Linked DNA regions of Mus musculus: region 1 is linked to region 2. The links are chromatin contacts, called in public HiChIP or PLAC-seq maps. All regions are on one chromosome and are shown on one strand. The core of a region is the stretch at or near the end of the contact, and the rest is flanking DNA. Distances in the headings are between cores, read along the strand shown.

Evidence for each region. HiChIP or PLAC-seq counts read pairs in DNA pulled down with a chosen protein or histone mark.
Region 1: a contact with region 2 is called in an H3K27ac HiChIP or PLAC-seq map of neural progenitor cells, with 6 times the contacts expected there. The contact joins the enhancer-like site here to the promoter of Cyyr1 in region 2. A contact is called at or near these places in 1 of 484 Hi-C or Micro-C datasets (the N1E-115 cell line), 3 of 115 datasets of contacts at active chromatin or transcription factors (cardiomyocytes, heart atrium and neural progenitor cells) and 2 of 9 other capture datasets (adipose tissue and embryonic stem cells).

What each region holds. Positions count from the first base shown.
Region 1 is chr16:84,984,855-84,990,416 of GRCm38.p6, forward strand. All of the region lies in intron 13 of App (amyloid beta (A4) precursor protein), which reads right to left. Among named protein-coding and RNA genes, the nearest start is that of Gm10791, 15 kb to the left of the region's middle. Within about 2 kb of position 3,052, at least 15 of the 459 cell types and tissues checked have an H3K27ac peak or open chromatin away from gene starts, as enhancers often do. A contact at or near this core is called in neural progenitor cells, where this site is marked.
Region 2 is chr16:85,548,409-85,554,085 of GRCm38.p6, forward strand. It overlaps Cyyr1 (cysteine and tyrosine-rich protein 1), which reads right to left and starts at 1,965. Exons shown (of 4, transcript NM_144853.3): 1 at 1,628-1,965. The coding sequence starts at 1,700. It also overlaps the pseudogene Gm2541.

The sequences.
Region 1 (5,562 bases), core at 1,802-4,301, 560 kb before region 2:
CATCCATTCTCAGAAGGTTTAAAATCAACAAACAAGGCATGTGCTAGCCCCACACTTGCAATACTAGCACTTGGGAGGCTGAAACTGGAGGGCTATAAGTTCGATGCCAGCTTGGATATGTAGTGAGTTCCAAGACAGCACTACATATGGAGTGAGAATATGCCTCAAAAATAAATAATATGTAGATAAATACATATTGAGTAGCAGAACTGATACTATAACTGAAACCTGAGGACCCCAGTTCCTAATGTAATCCTCTCATCAGCCCATGAGAATTTTCATGTTATTTAGAAAGAGATAATTTCAATGATTATTATTCCCCCCCCCCCCAATAAACTTAGGCCAAAGAGGTTAAAGGTGTAGCTCTAGAGGCTCATTAGGGAAGTGTGACAGAGCCTGAAGCTGTTGTCCATCAGTTCTGTTTGGATTTTCCATTTCCAACAATGGTTTCTTTCCCCCAGGAACACTCACTGTCTTTCCCTTCTTCAATGTCCATCTCATGAAATACTGTGGGAACTGCCATATCAACGTGGATGATCCCGCACAGCCTCATGGACCTGAACACTTAGCTCATCGCTGCTGGTGCTCTCAGGGAAGAGTCAGTTTGCTGACTCTTGGAGGTGAAGCCTCACAGAAGAAGGAAGTCAGTCCCTGAGGGTGGGCCTTGAACACTTAACAGCCCAGTCCTACTTCCTGTTCCCTCTCCTGACTTCCTGACTTTGGATGCTATGTGAACAGTTGCCTCCTGCCACCAGGCATGCTATCTCCCCTTAAACTGCAAGCCAAACCCCATCCCTTCCTCCTTCAAATTGGTTCTTGTCAGATGTTGTCTCTGCAAGGAGAAAAGTAACCAATCTAAGAGGAGGCTGTTTGGTTGCCATAGGAACCCCCACTAGGCTTCAACACCCTACTTCACAGTTAAGAGAAGTTAAACAATCTGAATTTGAGTTGGGCTCTGCCCCACAAATCTTTTCTGTGCCCAAATGAAGTGGAGTGATCAGGTTACCTCAGTGGCTGAGAGAGAATGATCATTGTAGGACTGTTTCCCAAACTGGGGGGAAAACCTCTATAGACATCACTTAGCAATGAGCTCTCCCCACAAACCTCCGCGTCTAGAAAATTAAGGCAGCTCTTTTATCTGGAGCTACACTATCAATCTCGAGAATTGCCCAGAGTCTAAGTACAGACTCATGTCTAGATCGAGGTTTATTTTTGTGTAGAAGTTTCCTGGCCACAGAGTTTCAAATGGGGGTGTGTTCCGTCCACTTATGGTAGGCAACTGTCCCCAGAGAGGACTCACAGAAGGCGGAGCATCACTTGTGAAAACTACTCCTTATTGCAAGTGACATTTTCCTGAAATACCATCGTCTGGTCTAGACTGAAGTTTCAGAAGAAGTGCCTTTCCCTTGAAGAGGAGTTTCCTTGTGGCTTTCAAACTCCTACATCAAACAGCTCCGTTCTATCAACCGGCATTAGCCAGAAATCAAGATGAAAACACAGCCAGGCTCCCTGGCCTTGGCAAAAGGATTAAAAAGCTTCCCTTTCCGTGTTTATTTATGGAACTTGGGCCAAGGTCCCGATCTTATTTCCAACCACTTTAGGGGGTCTTAATCCCCCTGGGATGTCAGCCACCTGGGGCCCTGACTGCAGAGTTTTCACACTACAGCACTGGTCTTTGAAAGAAAGTTCTGTGGGCTGAAGTTCTAATGCTCATACGTGTAAATTACACGGATGTACTTGCTTGGAAAATGAATCACACGGTGGAAAATCTAGCACTAGGAGGCCACTATACATTTAACTCACATTTTTATTTTTCATTTTTGTCTTTTAGAAATTATTTTATCTACTTATTTATTATTATTATCATCATCATTATTATTATTGAATCTTTTTTTACAGTCCAGTCATTAGCTCCCCTCCCAGTCCACCCTCTGACTGTTCCTCATCCCATACCTCCTCCCCCAACTCCAAGAGGATGTCCCGTCTTGTTTTCTTATTTAATCTTTATGGCTGTGGCCATAGAGAATGACATCTTTGAGACTACTATTAGGTTTGGGGACATATAAATATGGACTTATGGGGAAGAAATCTTTCCAGTTAGATCCTTAATTTTCATTTTACTGGGGCTCTTTGGAATACTTGGTGTTGACGTATATTTGCTTAAAAGTAAAAGGTCAGAATATTTATAATAGCACCATCTATTATTATGAAAAACTAATTTTTAGTGTGGACCAATAAAAAAACAAACGTAGAGTAAGAGATGAAAAAAAAAATTAATTGAGCCCGGAGTCCCGTGGCTCCTTCTCGGCTCCTGTAGGGTGTTCTGGGCATCATTACTTGGGGTTCTTTCATCCCCACTTGAGCTCCGAGCCACCTCTGAGACAGCTGGTAAGGAAATCAACCTCTCTCCTTACAAATGGACATAACATTTTCTTTGAGGCGAGTGAGTCACATGCACAGCCCATGACTGGCTCTGCCACACGTGCTTTGGACTTCAGCAATGGTGTGCGTCTTCAAACACATCAGAGAGAGAAGCAGGGGCGGGTGGCCATGCTGGCATGGCCACAGGACTGCTGTTCATGGCTGTGCAGCTGCAGACAACTCTTCACTGTGGTTTCCATGACTGCTGTCCGTTATAGCAGGGTCCTGTGCGACTTATACAACTGTAGCTATGCAGTGGCCCAGGCTCTCAAGTGCTCTCCCTCAGACTTGGAAGAGAACCCTGCCTGGCCTGCTCAAGACCACAGCAGATGTATGGAATGGGAATCACACACTGCTGGGCCAGGAAGAGAGCTCAGTACAGTTCCAGTTGATGAGGGACGGACAACTACTATATTCAGGGGGATGAAAAAACTGGGTCAAAAGATGGTGAGCTCGTGGTAGAAAGGAAGATGCCAACATCTGTAGACAATTTCATGGGGAGACCCTAAAAGATATGCTGATAAATAAGGGCTCAGTGTGGAAAATGTGCCTAAATACACAGGTCATCACAATGGAGGGCTATGTTCCTTATACACAATACATCTCTGTAGGCATGACCGCTCATTTAAATGCTAATGTATGCATATTTTAGAAACCCTAAACACATCCAGTATGCTCTTCTGTACACTGGCCTGTTTGTCTTTAACGAAATCTTGCTTTCCTAGCTATGGCGATGGCCCTTTCTCTCCAGCAGAAACTCATTCACATGGTCCCTTAACGAGGCCCAGGAGACTGTGATGAAGAATAACGCCAACTGGCAACTTGATAGGCTCTGGAGTAACCAAGGAGACAAAGGATTATTTAGATTAAGTTAGCCTCCATGCCTGCCTAGGAGGGATCGGTTTCATTAGGTTAACAGAAGGTAGACCTACCCTAAATGTGGGTCACACCTTTCTCTGCTTGGGTCCTACTAGGCCAAAGAGGGAAATTAACAAGAACCGACCAATCACCACCCTCCACTTCCTCGTCCTGGATGTCAAGTGACCTGCAGCTTTGGCTGCTCTGCTTTGATCCATTGTGTCCTTGGACTGCAAGCGGAGATAGAGCCTTTCTCCCTTAAGCTGCTTTGGTCAGGGTACTTTATCTCAGCAACAGAAAAAGTAAGATAGCATCCAAGCCTGGAAATGGCAAGTGCTAAGCGTTAGGGGTTTGGCCAGGGGTGGAATCGACCTGCCTTCAGGAAGGCACTCAGTGCACAGAGGTGAGGAGTGGGAAGAAATCCCTGTAAGAATCTGGAACAAGGAGACTCAAACGAGTTACGTGGTGAGCTCACTGATACTCATTTGTCGATATTTCCAGACCAGTGCCAGAAATAACTAACTCAATTTCTTCGCATGCAAAGAACTCAAGGCTGACAGGAAAGGACCCACACAAGCACTAGGATGTCCTATTCCTCAGACACTTCTCTTTCCATCATTTAGGGCCCGGATTATAGGTGCATGCTGTCATTCCTGCTTTTGACACGGCCCTGGGGATCAGAACGCAGGTCTTCACGTGTTCATAGCAAAGACTTTATCCACTAAGCCAACTCTCCGGCACTCAGATCAAAAGTTAATGGGAAAACACTCACTGTGTCTGTATTGAACACAAATAGGGCTTTTACCATGCTGTTTTCAAAACATTACAGGGTAGTGAGTGTTGACTGAGCAGTGGCAATGGATTAGGTTTTATGAGCAGCACACAAGAAGATGCTCAGGAAGTACACTGTAGCTGTCTTCAGACACATCAGAAGAGGGCATCAGATCTCATTGCAGATGGTTGTGAGCCACCATGTACTTGCTGGGATCTGAACTCAGGACCTCTGGAAGAGTAGTCAGTGCTCTGAACCACTGAGCCATCACTCCAGCCCCCAAGAAGATGCTCATAAGTCCTATACAAATACAAACTGTCTATATAAGGAGTTGGAGCATCCATGAATTTGGGGATTCCTGAGGTGGGCGTGTCCTGGAATCTGGTCCTAAACTCCCAACACTGAGGGATATCTACCCAGTTCATAGGAGATTATATTCCAATCTCTTCAAACTGCTTCTAGTATCTGTACTTCCCAGCTTTAATCCAGGACTTCACCTAAGACTCTTTGGGCTCTCTTGAAAATACACGACTCTAGAAATCTATCTATTATTTATTTTTAAAGGTTACTTTAAAATGCTGTTTTCATGCCCACACAGTTAGCCTCTCCTCACCTCACCCAGCTCTCCAAATAGTTCAACTTGAAACAGCAGCCTGTCCCTAAATAAACACTATTAGCCTGTGATCGTCTTCAGGAACATGTAATTAATCCACTTAGAAGCCTACGCCTCATAATTACCGCAGAGCATCAGTAGCCCTCTGAAACACGCATGCGCTTTATGTTGTCCTCACTCACACACACCGTAAGCTTCAACAATAAATTGAAAAATGACCCGCATTACTGTGCATTTACACACCTCTTTTCATCGTCCCAGTGTGGTAAACATTAATTAACCCTGGCTAATTAACCCAGCCGCAGTTTACAAATTCACTCCTTTATCAGCCTCACAGGAAGGAAAGGCGCTTAAAACCTTTTACAGTTTCGTAATATGGAAATTAATCTTTTTTTTTTCACGTGTAGGGTGAAGATTCAAGACATGTAGCTGTTTGATTTAAACATGGGAGTATTTGGGGGAAGTGTCTGCAGATTCTTCAAGTCAGCAGGAAAATGGAGTAGCCTCATTCAAGCACCTCGTACACAGCGGCTATGTCACTTCCTTCCTGGGGAGCCGGAGAAGCTGAGTTGTGCCTGGCACCAAGACATGTGGCAAATACCAGGCGAGTTTTAGATCTTACTGCACTCAGAGTGATGACACCACCATCACAGAGGCAGGAGAACTGCACTCTGCACTCAAGCCCAGGGACTCCATTTAGAGAAGCCGGGACAGCTGGAGGAAGCCGTGCAATTTAGCCTGATGATTTCAACTTAGGGCTCACACTGGACAAACTGGGTCTGCACAAAACTATCTTCAAAAAGCCTGAAGGTCATGCTGTTGTTTTTATAGGATGACTAGATTGGGCCATGGAGTGCACGATTAGCGAGCAGTGCTGGGTTGTTTGTGACTCTCAGGC
Region 2 (5,677 bases), core at 715-3,214:
GAAGCCGTGGCCCCATGAAGATCCTGAGTCAAGGCAACAGCATCACCCGCTGCATCATTTGCTTCTTGCTATTTCTTTGTGTGTGTGTGTGTGTGTGTGTGTGTGTGTTACTTTGATAAGCTGAAGTGGTGGGGAGAATCATCATTGTTTTCAAGAAACTAGCAGTGAGATGTTGATTCAAACTGACCAAGAGGACCATGGATACTTAGTGCCTCCGACAGAAACACTGAGCACAATCTAAACAGCAGAAATGCTACAATCACTAGAATTGGAATAATTGTCACCAAGAAAGAAGTACTCTTTCTACTTGTATTAATTTTTATATTAGAAAGTCAGCATTTCCCCTATATCATCTTTAATATGATAACTTTTAGATACCAATTTGCTTTTTAAAATATTTTAAGGACAGGGTCTCCTGTGGGGTAGGGTGTGGTCTTAAACTAACCATACAGCTAACCTTGACCTGGAACTTCTGACTTTCCTGCCTCTGCCTCCCCAGTGCTGGGCTTACACGTGGGCCTCCCACAGCTGCTTAATGCAGTGCAGGGGACTGAACCCAAGCCTTTTTGTTTGTTTATGTTAGGTAAGTACTTGCCTAACAGTGCTCAACCCCAGGCCCTCGTCTGAATCTTAATAGATTAAAATTTTCAGCCAGCAAGGACTTCTTTCTGTCAGATCAGGGTAATGGATTTGATTATCTTGATACAATGGTGAAATTCAATTCTTTTGCTGTAAGGAGGGAGGCTGAAGGACATCTTCCTTTCAGTTGGAGTGTCTTGTCTTGGCAAGTGAGGGGAGCTGAACAGCTCGGCCTACGCCTAGGTCAGCCTGTGATTCATTGTCTTAGAAAGTTAGAAACACAAGATGCTTTAAGCTTGTACTGTCTGTGAACACGAGGATGCAAGGAGCGCACATGTAATTAAATTTATACTTGAGTAAGCCCTGAAAGGCCACATAAGGCTCTCTATCAAGCTTAGAACAAGGAAAGCACTCTGCTTCATTAATTATCAGCAATTGCCACTACGAATAATTATAAGGAGGGAAACGAGAGGCCTTTCACAAACAGGTGCTTAATCACATTTAAAAAAGAAAAGCATATTTGCCTGGCGAAATCCTATTTCGCCCAGACCGTATAGCTCAGAGCCTACAGTTGTTCAGTCGATTTTGTGGAGCTTCTAAAACAAAAACAAACAAACAAACAAACAAAATACGGGACATGTCTAAAGTAACTGACTTCTAAAAGAGGGGAAAATGGACTATTCCAGATGTCAGTAGCCTGCGATAAATGTAAGAGTCACTAATGCGTTTATTTTGAATAACTTCACCTTTATGTTTCAAGTATTTTAAAGAGTCTCTGGCGGCCCTAGACCAAAGTTCATTTAAATCCTGGCCGTGTCTTTACACTTTTACACTAGCCGGGTTAAATCCCCTTAAATGCGAGCTTTTGAGTTGCTTTACAAACAAAAAAGAAAGCAAACCAGCAAATTAGTAATGTTAAAGGAGAGATGGTGTTTGAGATTGCGGCTGTCTGGTGTTGCCTCCTAGGGGAATCGCCACCCTTTTACATTCCTGCGTTGGCCCCACGCCCCTGGCTGGACCCTCTGTCCCTGTTCCCACTGCCACTGACCTGCATAAACAAAGAGCAGGATCAACTTCGGAAGCAGGACCCCTGGACGCCGGGGCAGCCTCAGCGCGTCCATCCAAGCCGGTGGCCCCAAGCTGCTCTCTAGGACAGAGACCGGTAGACCTGGGAGCGACTGGAGTGAACCCCAGCAGCGATGCGGAGGATACAGGGCGGTCAGGAGAACAGGGATGTGGTCCTGAGAGCAGGGTCCAAAGCCGCCCTGGCCATGACCCCAGCCTTGGCGAATCCGGCCGGCTGCAGGGCAGCTGGGCGCTGGTGGTCCTAGCCCGGGTGAGCTGCCGCAGGGGCTTTATGTTCTGCCCAAAGGTGCTGTGCCCTGGCAAGCAAACGGCAGCTTCTCTGGCGTCCTTGGCCACCCAGGTTCAGGTTTCATCTATGAGGGTGGCACCAAAGTCGGATGGGGGTGGGGAGGTGACGGACTCCTCCCCACTTCGCTGAGTTTTCCTCTATAGAATGGCAGGGTGCTTGGCTCCAGCAGGAAGGAACTTCTGAGTTGTTTGGCTTTTGCTACAGTTTAGCCTACCCCCTGGTTCCACAGGTCTATTGTCCTCTCTGGGCCACAACACTCCCCATCCCTTTTTCTTCTTCTTTTTTTTCTTTCTCTTATTTTATTTATTTAGTTTTCGAAGGAATAGATGGAGGCTTTGGTTTCCTGTCTAAACAAATGAAGATGGGAGTTTCCAGATTTAAAAGGAACGAAGAATATGTAACTATACAAACTAGACGGAAAAGCTTTTCTCACCAGAAAGCTGGTAAAATGTCTATTTATCACACACTTGAAGCGTTTCAAGCAAATTCAGGGAAAACGAATGAAACAAGAGGTGTCTGGCCACTGCTACTGCTCTGGAGTTACTGTCCTATGCAATTAGATAAGAGAAAGAAAATACAATTATAAAATTTTGAATTTAAATATTAGCAAGTAACTTGTACAATTGTATAGAAAAATCAATCAAGGCAGAAACTCTTTTCTAAATCAATTTTTTTCTTTGTAAATGGAAATGCTCAATTCTATGCAGAAAGGAAAACAGAGAAAAAAAATAAAAGAAAATATTTCTCTTCACTAAGAAAAGCCAGTAAAATAATGTGTTTTCCTCGATTATTCTGCAAATTTGAGGATAAATTAGATCTTAATAGGACTGCCAACCTGAAGCTTTGCAGGTAAATTGGCTTCCAAAGTTCATACAGAAAGTGAGTGTGTAAGGACAGGAGATTTTTACAGCCAACTCACTACACTTTTAAAAGATTAAATTGAATGGAAGACATTACCTGTAAGTATAAAACCAAGTAACTAGAAATACTGCTTTTAGGAAGCAATACGCACTTTAAAAGCTAAATGTATCTGCACCTTAATTTAGTCTATCATCTTGGAAAAATGTTTCCCAGTGGATGAGAGCCATAGACCATAGGCTGGGAATATATAGAATCCCTAACTAGATTTACTGCCTGAGGAAGAGCCTGTCATCCACTGCTCCAAGAGAAGCCTGACCGGTTCCCACTCTCACCTCCAGCTAAACACAGTGAAGTTTTAGTGTCATCATTCAAATCTATCCCACTCTGGAAAAACATTTTCACATGTTTATTTCATTTAAGGCAGGGATGCTGTGTGCACATGTAGAGGCCAGAGGACAGCTTTCTTTTTCTTCTCCTATGTGGATCTCAGAGAACAAACCCAGCTGGTCTGGGTGTTCAGCAAGCCTTCTGGGTGCTGAGCCATCTATTCTGATTTTATCCTGTTTTTCTGTCTGACTTTAGACCTTTATAGTTGTCATTAGAAGTAGGTCCCCTGCCCAGAAATACCTGCCCCACTAATAATTTCCTTTTTCCCTGCTTCCAGTTATAACATCTGCAGTGCTATTATTATTATTGTCCTACAGTTTAAAACATGGTGTTAAGCTTCTTTTTTTTTTTTTTTTTGACGTTTACATTTTATTTACGTCAGTAGCACTAAAATACATTCCTCCTTGAGGGTCACATTTTCACAACACACATTAACACCAATCCATACTCCATAAGTGCCCACACCACCTCCCACCAAAACCAAGCAAACTCAGCAAACACTTTGTGGTCACTTCCTCAAAACCCGGGTGGGTCCTGTCCCGGCTCCTAGCTACGGCAGTGCCCAGAACTCACAACGCTTCCCTTCCCCTTTCCACACCGCGGACCCATCTCAAGCTCACCAACACTGTTCATCGTGTGCTCATTGCCAAGGGGACAAAGTTCGAACAATAGATCCTCATGGCCAAAAGGAAGTGACACTGCCAAGAGACACGTGCAGCCCAGAAGTGAGGTGGCATCAGAATTCCCTGGTGCTCGATGTAAACCACAGGTTAGGTGACAGCGCGGCATGGACTATGGGGTCGAAGCTTGTGAAGGGGCCCTTATGAGCTTCTTGCTTCCTAGCTGATTATTCTGCACGCGCCTCTGTGTGCTGTGTGTTTGTGTTAATAGCCAGTAGCACACTGACCTATCATTACTAGAAATGGTATTGCTAAGCAAAACCTTTTGACTGAAAAAGGACAAATATTTCTCCAAGAAGAAAAGATGAGGTTTCCCAAAAACTAAACTATATTTGGTGTCAATTTTTGACCACCTGGAGAAGATTAAAAGTTGAACAATAAATAAGGAAAGACTCTATCTGAAGTGACTCCTGATAGCCTTAAGTGTTGCCAGAGTACCCTGAATCAAAAGCATCCTGACACCCATGGCTCAAGGCACAGCTTACTTTACCTCTAAGTTCCGCTGTACTTAAAACTGCGCACTGTACCACCGCCAGGAGGTAGTCTATCATCAACACATACCTAGCTCCCTACTGGACCCTATGGACTCCTACAACTACAAATACCTCAGAGCTCAAAGCAGGGCTTGGGCTGCTGAAAAGAATGAGGCAGACCCTTACAACTCGAGGAAAAAGCTATGGATTTAGTGCTGGGAAAAATCAGAGTTACAAGGCTCAGGCTGTGTCACAAACTTATACCAGCTACCCGGGATTGTTGCCTCTGTCTCCAACACCCTTGGATCCTACCGATCCGTGGGCACACGTCCATAATCCTGCTAAGCCAAGTGACCCTGGGCGACATTTAAAGGATGCCGCTGCCATGCACATGCGCAACACACACACACACACACACACACATACACATACACACACAGTGGCTGCCGCGGCTGCCGCCAAGTCCAGCCTAATGGTTCCCTTTGGTCGACTTCTTCTTCTTCAAGTCCTCTTTCTGCTTCTGCTTCTTCCTCTTGCCACCTTCTTTGAGCCCTGCTGAGGTCATAGGGGCATCCCAGTTGCCAGGAACCCGCTGCCTGTCCTGCTCGTCATCTTCCCAGTTGCTTTTAGACCCAAGTTTGGCCGTTGGGGCAGGCCTGGGTGGCTTCTGTGGGCGGGTGCTGACAGAAGGGGCCGGAGTCTGGGCTGGAGCTGGGGCTGGAGTTGGGGCTGGAGTTGGGGCCAGGGGCCGGGCCTGGGAGGGGACCCGGACTGGTGCTGGGGCCGGGCCAGGGGCCAGAGCTGGTGTGGGTTGGCCTCTCCGCTGGCATTCTTCTGCAAGGGCGTTCTCGTCGGCCACACCATTTATTGTCAAGGACTTTAACTGCCCATCTTCTTCAACTTCTACTCTTTCTTGACCGTTCTCCACAATCCTCTTTGTCGTGATTTTTTTGCCATTAACTATCTTAGTTGAAGTTGATATTGATTTGAAGTTGCCCATTCCACTGCCGCCAAATGACGTTGAAGAAAATGAAGTGAGACCCCCATGACCTAGTGACCCAAATGGAGTGAAGCCTGTATCAAAAGCAGGAAATCCACTTCCAAAAGAAGGAAATCCACTGAAGGTAGAGAAAAATGAGCCGGCACCTCGGCTTCTATTTCCTCGGGGACCCCTTCGGTGTTAAGCTTCTATGTGCATTCAGATTATCTGAAGGCTGTTAGACTAGAGGTCAGTAGACCCCAGGCCCAGATCAGAAGCACCAGAGGCAGACCAGAGAATCTGCATTTTCAACACATTCCTCACTGGGAATCCTGCTGTGTTA